2 separate regions of the Mus musculus genome follow, and region 2 is linked to region 1. A link is a contact called in public HiChIP or PLAC-seq data. All regions are on one chromosome and are shown on one strand. Each heading gives the region's core, a stretch centred on a gene start, on an enhancer-like site or on the middle of the called end of the contact. The rest is flanking DNA. Distances are from core to core; before and after follow the strand shown. Region 1 has its middle 14 kb from the start of 1700016G22Rik. Region 2 overlaps Gm35330 (a long non-coding RNA gene).

Region 1 (4,843 bases), core at 256-2,755:
CAGAGGTAAAAGTATTGTTCTAAAACTGTTATCTTAGTGACTATTATGATTATTATGAGTGTTCAGTGGGTAAAATAGTTCAGTTATTTATGTAAAAATTTATAATGTTTAATCTATGTTCAACTTTTTTGTCTGTTGGATTAATTGCTTTTGATTGCCAATTATCATACCTGCAAAGTTTTAATAGACAAAGGTAAACTTCAGATTATGCCAGGTCATAATGAAAAAAAATCAGAATTTTAGTAAAACTCTAGTATTTAGTAATGTGTTAAGAATTATATATAAGGTTATATTTATGTTTTTGTGTATATACACGTACATATGTAACAACAAAAACAAAATAAATGAGGTTATCAATTTGAGACTGAATGGGTTAGAAAAGAAGAGTTTGAGAGATGTAAAGGAAGGAGGGAAGTGATATATTTTAATTAAAATATTTTTTGAAAGTTTATCGAGGGTCTGGAGAGATGGCTCAGCAGTTAAGAGCATTGACCCTTCACATAGCAGCTCAGACCCATCTGTAACTCCAGTTCCAGGCTTCTGACACTCTCACACAGACATAATGCAGTCAAAAAAGCAATAAACATAAAATTATGTTCAAAATCAGTTTATCTAAACAGACCAGGCTCCGGCTAAGTATAGAAATGTTAGTATTTAGGGCTGAGAGGTTTTCTATCTGGACTCCAATACCCTAACCCATCCCCTTTAAAAATAGTAAACATATCTTCTATAGCTTATAGCAGTCATTTGATCCTAACATTTGTGAAAAACCTGTTTTGCAACATTTTAATAATGGCTTATCAAGAAATTCTTTCTTATTTGCTAGAATGCATAAATTAAAAACCTGAAAACAAGCATGGTTGCCTTGCGGTAGGTTTTTTTTTTTTTTTTCAAACGAGCCAACAAAACGGAATATAATATATGATCTTTTCTGGTCTAGCCCAGGCTGAGTCATTTCCTGTTTCAATAACAAGGATGTCATCAGCTAAACTCCAAGCAGCACAGTTTGTCACTGTGTGTGGCTTTATTTGTACATGTTGCTAGAAGGTTCTTAAGGAGCGTACACTCATTATTTTAATACCAGAAAAGAACCTTCCAGTGAGCACCTTTGGCTCTGGTTGGTGCTTCTGTATTATTTATGCTATAGCTAATCTGAGTGGGGAAATGAATGTATGCCCAGCTACATACAGTCACACTCGATGACACCGTAATTCTGTCTTGGGAATTCATAATTTACTCAGGTCACCAAGGTAGTTCACTCCAGTGTGGAATGTTTACCCAAATGTTGAGCTCTGGGCTCCAGTGCCAGCGGATATCAGAACTGAGAATGGTAAGGTCCGGATGTTGCCTGGATTTGCTGGTGTGACCCACACAGCAGCCACACTCCTCTCTGATTTCTTTGTCTAAAGGTTCTAAGATTCTTTTCCTAGAATCACAAGAGGGAGTTTGCACTGTTTACATGGTCAGCGCTCAGCGCACAGTGTTCTCTGAGTTGGTCCCGCTGAGACCCGTCGCCATGCCGATTGTAAATGACTCATCTGCATGAGTCAGCGTCTTCAAGGCGAGATGGCTATCTATTGCCTTTGTGCTACTATTTTTCCCAATTGGTGTTGTCCAGCAGCTGCAGATTCCAAACTATGTGCCTGTTTCTAGAATCCAGGAAACGTTGTTCATGGTTCAGGCAACATCCCCGCAAAGGGTAGGAGGCACAGGATTTAGATTTCTCATCAGACCCCTTTAATGTCTTTCTCAATTGACTTGAGTACGTTTCTCAGTATCAGGGGAAGCATTTCAGGAATTTTCTAGGTCTTACCTGTGAGAAGCCATTCTGATGACTCACAGGGATGGGACATTCCCCCTAGATTAAGGATTAAAGCAAAACAAAAAGAATCCTATTAGAAGAGGGGATTTCCTGGTGAAAAGAGAACCCTAAACCAAAAGACACCCACTTTTGTCTGAGCTTAAAAATCGTATTGCTTGTCACACAGAGCAGAAGGATCTTAAGGATCACACTTTCAAACCCTCATAGAGAATTATATTATGACTCAATTTCCCCTCCAGTGTATCTTAAAAATTCATCAGAGTCTAACGATACAGGCCTCTTTTGGTTGCAATAATTAACATCATATTGGCATTCAGTATGACTCTAAGTTCTGCATAAGTGTCTAAGGCGGTGATAGACAGGGTGGAATTGCTAAGTAAATGTTTACTGTAGGTTATAAAATATGAATAAAATGGGCATGGCTGTTTTCCTGTTACTTGCAGCCCCGGGGTTACTTTCTGGGTGAGCAACATGTGACCACCTCTGAATCAGTTACAACTGTAACTGTAAGCCTCATGGACTGAGATCCTGTGGATCTGACTCCTCCATGAGTTGCTAGGCTTCCGTTTCATAAACACCGTTGAAGAATTAGTTGCTATGTAACTTCCAACACCCTTGGATTAGTCCCACATTCTCCTAGGGGAGGGTGATGCTCATATTGGGGAAAAAAAACTCTTTCTAAAAAGGTGGCCCATCTTCTGTCCATGGCCACAGACACAGATTATTCCCAGTCTCAAAGCTACTATTTGGGGATAGAGAAATAGTTTGATTTCAGTCCATTTAAATGGTGTGGTCCCTCATCAGCAGACAGAAGCAGTCCCATGAAGAATGGAAGAAATGCTAAGACTACCATGGATTACTTCCATTTACCAAGAGTTTACAGGCAGAGCTTCAACCAGGCTACTCATTTCCTGCTTTGCCTCCAACAGAACCGGTTCAATCCTGTACTTATCTCCACTTCGTCCTAGCCCTTCAGGCTCCCTCCTTGGTGGTCAGGGTTTTGCATTCAGAGAATTGACCTTTACCATACATCAATTGTTAACTGATAAGGAATTCAAAAGACTTCTTAAATCCTTAGCTTTCAGAGCTGTGCTGAGACCACTTTCAGTCTTAAGTCTCTTTACCCACAATAACCTAAATTCCAGTCAATATGTCTCCCTGCCAGCCTGGACCACAGCAAAGAGCTAACATAGCCTCTCCCTTGCCTCTAACTTGCTGTGTCTTCTTTGACTTCCATTTGCTGGTCTTCACTTAGCACCAGTTAAACTCTGTCTCTCTGAACTACTTTGCTGTCATTCTGGACTCAATGGTCTCTTTCTCCTTTGCTAATGATTCTGCTATTGGCTTGAAAATGATTTGTGATCTACAGTTTTAGTGGTGTGTCTTCTGTGTAGATGGTCAAAAGTGAGAGTTTCTCTCCTTCCCAGCACATTTAAATGCTTCTAACCACAGAAAGAACATTCCAGCTATGTTTCTATGGATAAGCAAGTCAGCTTCCTCTCCAAGCCTCAGTTTCCTTATGTGTACCACGAGAGTACAAAACCTACCTGACAAGAATTGTTGTGAAGGACAAGGGAGGGAACACGTAAAAAAGAGTAGGGCGCTTACATCCAGCAGCTCTTCTGGAGATACCAGGTTAAGATCATAGGAGAACTGGGCTCATTAGTTCTCCAAGAGAAGACAGCTATACACCAGGCGCTATTATTAGGATCTCTGATTTGGGGTTCTGAACTTGTACGTTTGACAGGGGCTTCATGTCCTCTGTGTCATTCAATAGTGACAAACGAAAAGAAAAGATTCTGGCAGATGATCAACAGCCTTTCCTGCTGCTGTGGTCATAAACCCCATGGCTATTTTAGGGCCAGTATTGTTCAAGCTGGATTTAGTTTTCCTTTGCTGTCTATTTTGGCGTTGAGTCGCTCTAAAAGGGCAGGCTCCACATGGTGTGTCAGGCCAGTGGCTCATCCACTGTCTTTGTCCAAGTTTACTCAGTGAAAGATACCACCACCAATGAGAAAATGAAAGTCAGAAAGAACTTGAAAAAGATCTCATTCTCCATTTAGAATCTTAAAAATACATTTTTTATACAAAGTCATATCCTAGGAAGTGTTTCTTCTTTTTAGTTGTAAAATTAAAGAAGGTCATATGTATCTAATTATGCGATTTATTAGAGGAAACATCTATCTTTAGATATTCACAGATCTCTCTGCAAATATGTCCTGTGTCTGTGTGTATTAGTCTGTATATATGCATGTGTGCCTCTGTGTGTGTTAGTCTATATGTGTCTATGTGAGTGTCAATGTGAATTTATCTGTGTGTGCCTGTGATGTCTCTAATACATATGCATTTATTGTTATGGATATATATATGTATATATATATGTGTGTGTGTGTGTGTGTGTGTATACCTATTTGTTCATGCGTCTCTGTGTCCATGTACACATTTGTGTTTGCGTATATATAATGAATGTGCTTGTATGTGGTGGTGATTTTTTTCATGTGTTCATCTGTTTTCTGGGTGTGATGTTTTCTTTCTTACTCTTTCTTTCTTTTCTTCCTTCCTTCCTCCTTCCTTCCCTCCCACCTACCTCCCTGTAGTCCTGGGAAAGGGTGTCTCCTACTTGCTAAAAAATTCTGTCAAAGAAATGTAATCACAATATACATTTGAAAATCAGCATCTTTGAAATGTTTGAGGTTATTTTTATCAACTATTGTTCTCCAGTGTGAGACTCCCTGTCAAGAAACAGCAGGCCCTGCCCACCCCCCCCCCTTTTCAGGGGGAGCCACACTGCATGCTATTTACATTTTTGTTGTTGTCCTTGTTTATCAAGCTGTGTCAACAGTATAAGCCAGACAAGGAGACAGTTTGTCACTTTACTGCAGAGTTCTACCGAAGCTCTAGAATGCATTGTGTCTCTGTCCCTAGGGACATCATTCTAGGATCATATATCAGATGAGAGACCAACACAAGAACCTTTGGCTGAGTCCTCCTATGTTCAGAATAACTAATCATCAAACTTCC
Region 2 (5,146 bases), core at 2,069-4,568, 150 kb after region 1:
ACTTCTTTGTTATGTATTTAGGGAATGATGTGGCTCACCACAGCACATATATGGAGGCCAGAGGGCAAATTATGAAACATCATTTTTTCTCTTTCTACCATGTGGGTCTTAGGGGGTTGAACTCAGGTAATCAGATACAACAGCAGCTTCTTCTATGAACCTTTCCAGCCATTAAAATTCATTCCTCATATTCTAACATTAAGTTTGTATATAATCATAGAAGTGCTATTGTTATTTTATTAAATGATCATGCTATTAAATTGACTTCTAAATATTTATGGTCTGGTCAGTGTAGCTCCTTTTTCTGCAATAGGCATCAATCAATAAAGAGAAACATGATTGGTCAAAGTGAGAGTCATAAGAGAGTGAGCGGTCAGGTCTAAATGGGGCATATAAATTAACCTCATCACCACCAAGACTCAGGGCCAAGAATGCCATTTCTGAAGGAAATGACTATACTGCTCACAGCAGCTCAGCTTACCAACATGAGAACTATCCAAGACCAAGCCACCCAAATACCTACATAGAAGGGGCCCCATCCCACATTGAGGAACTATTGGCAGTTGTTCCAAAGGGAGAGTTATTCTTTATTGGGACATGGAGGCTGGTAAGTTTTTCATGTGCTTTAGTGACTGCTATATATTCATTTATTTATATTATATATCATATATATTATATATATATAATATTATTTATTATTATAAATGACATTAGCTGGATTAAGTGGGTTATTAAAAACAGAAGACATTAGTCCCCTATCAGATTTAGGATTGGTAAAGATCCTTTCCAAATACGTTGGTGGCCTTTTTGTCTCATTGACAGTATCTTTTGCCTTACAGAAATTTGTAATTTTATGAGGTCCCATTTGTCAATTCTTGATCTTACAGCACAAGCCATTGCTGTTCTGTTTAGGAATTTTTCCCCTGTGCCCATATCTTCGAGGCTTTTCCCCACTTTCTCTTCTATAAATTTCAGTGTCTCTGGTTTTAGGTGGAGTTCTTTGATCCACTTGGACTTGAGCTTTGTACAAGAATGGATCAATTTGAATTCTTCTACATGATAACCGCCAGTTGTGCCAGGACCATTTGTTGAAAATGCTGTCTTTTTTCCACTGGATGGTTTTAGCTCCCTTGTCAAAGATCAAGTGACCATAGGTGTGTGGGTTCATTTCTGGGTCTTCAATTCTATTCCATTGATCAGCCTGTCTGTCCCTGTACCAATACCATGAAGTTTTTTTTATCACAATTGCTCTGTAGTATAGCTTGAGGTCAGGCATGGTGATTTCCCCAGAGGTTCTTTTATTGTTGAAAATAGTTTTTGCTGTCCTAGGTTTTTTGTTGTTCCAGATGAATTTGGAAATTACCCTTTCTAACTCAGTGAAGAATTAAGTTGGAATTTTGATGGGGATTGCATCGAATCTGTAGATTGCTTTTGGCAGGATAGCCATTTTTGCTATATTAATCCTGCCAATCCATGAGTATGGGAGATCTTTCCATCTTCTGAGATCTTCAATTTCTTTCTTCAGAGACTTGAAGTTCTTATCATACAAATCTTTCACTTCCTTAGTTAGAGTCACACTAAGGTATTTTATATTATTTGTGACTATTGTGAAGGGTGTTGTTTCCCTAATTTCTTTCTGAGCCTGGTTAATCTTTGTGTAGAGAAAGGCCACTGATATATTTAAGTTAATTTTATATCTAGCTACTGCACTGAAGCTGTTTATCAGGTTTAGGAGTTCTCTGGTAGAATTTTTAGGGTCACTTATATATACTATCATATCATCTACAAATGATATTTTGACTTCTTCCTTTCCAATTTGTATCCCCTTGATCTCCTTTTGTTGTCAAATTGCTCTGGCTAGGACTTCAAGTACTATACTGAGTAGGTAGGGAGAAAGTGGGCAGCCTCGTCTAGTCCCTGATCTTAGTGTGGTTGCTTCAATCTTCTCTCCATTTACTTTAATGTTGGCTACTAGTTTACTATAGATTGCTTTTATTATGTTTAGGTATGGGCTTTGAATTCCTGATCTTTCCATGACTTTTATCATGAAGGGGTGTTGGATTTTGTCAAATGCTTTCTCAGCATCTAACGAGATAATCATGTGATTTTTGTCTTTGAGTTTGTTTACATAGTGGATTACGTTGATGGATTTCCGTATATTAAAGCATCTCTGCATCCCTGGGATGAAGCCTACGTGGTCATGATGGATGATTGTTTTGATGTGTTCTTGGGATCAGTTTGCGAGGATTTTATTGAGTATTTTTGCATTGATATTCATAAGGGAAATTGGTCTGAAGTTCTCTTTCTTTGTTGGATCTTAGTGTGGTTTAGGTATCAGAGAAATTGTGGCTTCATAGAATGAATTGGGTAGAGTACCTTCTGTTTCTATTTTGTGGAATAGTTTGAGAAGAGTTGGAATTAGGTCTTCTTTAAGAGCTCAAGAAGCTGAAGTCTAGAAATTCAAATAACCCCATTAAAAATGAGGTACAGAGCTAAACAAAAATCTCAACTGAGGAATACAGAAGGGCTGAGAAGCACTTAAAAAATATTCAACATCCTTAATCATCAGGGAAATGCAAATCAAAACAACCCTGAGATTCTATCTCATACCAGTCAGAATGACTAAGATCAAAAATTCAGGTGACAGCAGATGCTGGCGAGGATGTGGAGAAAGAGGAACACTCCTCCATTGCTGGTGGGATTGCAAGCTTGTAAAACCACTCTGGAAATCAGTCTGGTGGTTCCTCAGAAAATTGGACATAGTACTACTGGAAGATCCATCAATACCTCTCCTGGGCGTATACCCAGAAGATGTTCCAACTGGTAATAAGAACACATGCTCCACTATGTTCATAGCAGCCTTATTTACAATAGCCAGAAGCTGGAAAGAACCCAGATGCCCCTCAACAGAGGAATGTGTAAACCCTCCAGCCTGAAGCAGGCAGAGCCAGACCTTGACCTTGCTGCCACTAAGGAGATTACCTAGGGTGGAACCTTCCTCCCAAGATCACTCTATTGTTCAGCCACTGCAGTTGTTCCTCCTGCTGAGAGGCCGCTGAGCTATTATGGAGACTACACCCTATCCTGCATGTAGTTACCTGCAGCTGGTTCCAGACTCCAAGAATGAATTGGTGGGAGTGCCCCCCCCCATCCCCACTTACAAGCACATTTGCCATTAAATATTTGAGCTTTGATCAGAAATCTTGACTTAGCTCCATTTTTCTCTCAACTGCCTAGTTCCCCTCTCTTTTCAGCCCCGGCTTGCCTCCTAGGTGAAACCTGGTCCATGTGAGCTCTGGGCCGGCTTCCAATAGTCTAGTATCCGAACAGGGACCTGAGGAATGGCAGAAAAAATGCTGGAGGAACTCTGCTTAGTATTGAGCTCCACAGGAAGAAAAAGAAAAGGATCTTATCGAGCACTGGAGCAATAGGTTCACATGCTAGTGCTAGCTTAAAACTTCATTTTTTAAATTGTTGCTAGAGGTGCGGGAGGATACGAGCTAAGTTTGGAATCAGTGCTAACCCAATGGTGGTTTCCACTTAGGTTCGGCAGTGAATTATTCGGAACTAGGAACTGATCAGGCAATTGTCCGCAGTTTTCAAAAACTGCTTTAGGCGAGAGGAAAAAGGGTTTAAATTAAATAATCAGGCAGATGTCCGCAGTCAGGAGCTGCATCGGGCAGCAGGAACAGGGTTTGTAATAATAAAATAATATAGAGGAAAATGGATTTGAAACTTTCCCAGAGGCAGAGAAAAAATCGGGGAATGTCCTGCCCTTTTCTCTCTGGTCCCTACAGCAGAAGTTCTCTGTCCTCTTTGTGTTATCTAATGTCTAGTCTACCGTCTGGTGCACCACGTGTCAATCCATGTGTGTTTGTGTATAGTTGTCTGAATGGCTGAATGTTCTGTGTTTCATGTTGGAAAATAAAAGGTGGCTAAAACTTTATCTGCTGGTTCAGCAGAGTGGCCACACCCTTTAGCCATGGATCAGGCACAGCAGGGAAGCCACTGCTGGAAAAGCTGCTCTCAAAGAAAGGGAGTCTGCAGGCTCTTAGTTTTGGGGCAAAAAAGCAGATAGATGTTTTTTTTTTCCTGGAGGGTTCTCTGCAATCATGATGAATGTGCTTGGCAAATGACAAAGTGCTTTTTTATCTTATAATTATAGCCAGAAAAATTGAAATTCTTTGATTGGTCTAAATTTATTAGACTCGTGTAGCTGCTTCATTTGTTTTTTTATTGGTCTTAGAGGTATAATATGCTCTTCATGTCTTCTTTGTTAGAGTATTAGCTTATAAGTTATTGGGTATGATCAAATAGGTGTAACACTGGTTACTAGAAAGTTAGTTTTTAATTGGTAACTCAGGTTTGGAATCTTTCCAACACATGGCATAAGGCAGGTCAAGAGGCTGGGTCTCTAAGGATACTTCTAGTTGAGATAATATTTAATGTGATTCTTATCCTAGAAAGTAGAATTAAAGGTAATATTTAAAGCAATGTCTCTTTAATGAAGCATTAAAACTTGCACTGTCATACATTCATAGATATAAATTGGCAGCCAAATTTCGCAATGTGATAGTGAAGTTTTGATGTTGATTCTAAGGTGATAAATTGCTTTGAAATTGGATTTTGCTTTCCCAAAGTTGTAGTTATAGTCTAATATTGCAAAAGAAACTCAAAAATTCTAAAGTCTGTCCTCCCAGCAAGAGGAACTAAGATCAGAGCAGCCTCTTGGGGGCTTGTGTGACTTTCTTTTGTCTTGCAAACGGTGCTTAAGGAAGCTCTCGAAACTTGCCTCTCCTTGCCTTTAGGGAAAATTCCTTTTAGCTATAAGAACATTGTTGCAGATCTATCCAGATGTTCTTCTAAATAAAGTTTAAATTCAAAGTTTATAAAAAGGTCAGTCAGGCTGTAGAATTTATCAGGACATTGCAATTTGACTTACCTACTTTATGTAAAGTTATTATAGATTTAGGAGTTTGTTTTTTCCTTTGCATCTGGAAAATTGTAAAGAGTTTGCTTCTAGTGAGCTTGTAATCACTGGAAAATTTTGCCACTGGGTATGGCTAATATAGCTTTACCTCATGTAAGAAAAATTCTTAGTGTTTCTGCTTCAATACAAGAAGCTAAGAGTTTGAATCTTTCAGTG

The links. HiChIP or PLAC-seq counts read pairs in DNA pulled down with a chosen protein or histone mark.
Region 2: an H3K27ac HiChIP or PLAC-seq map of embryonic stem cells shows a contact between it and region 1, with 9 read pairs. The contact joins two enhancer-like sites. A contact is called at or near these places in 11 of 39 promoter capture datasets (the 3T3-L1 cell line, 3T3-L1-derived adipocytes, the C10 cell line and 5 more), 19 of 484 Hi-C or Micro-C datasets (CD8 T cells, Th1 cells, cochlea and 5 more), 9 of 115 datasets of contacts at active chromatin or transcription factors (CD8 T cells, embryonic stem cells, epiblast stem cells and 1 more) and 1 of 9 other capture datasets (embryonic stem cells).

Annotation. Positions count from the first base shown.
Region 1 is chr13:5,841,968-5,846,810 of GRCm38.p6, reverse strand. No RefSeq gene overlaps it. Among named protein-coding and RNA genes, the nearest start is that of 1700016G22Rik, 14 kb to the left of the region's middle. Within about 2 kb of position 1,505, at least 292 of the 459 cell types and tissues checked have an H3K27ac peak or open chromatin away from gene starts, as enhancers often do. A contact at or near this core is called in embryonic stem cells and stem cell-derived epiblast-like cells, where this site is marked.
Region 2 is chr13:5,695,398-5,700,543 of GRCm38.p6, reverse strand. The region is part of intron 3 of Gm35330 (a long non-coding RNA gene); the gene reads left to right. Among named protein-coding and RNA genes, the nearest start is that of Gm35330, 27 kb to the left of the region's middle. Within about 2 kb of position 3,318, at least 14 of the 459 cell types and tissues checked have an H3K27ac peak or open chromatin away from gene starts, as enhancers often do. A contact at or near this core is called in embryonic stem cells and stem cell-derived epiblast-like cells, where this site is marked.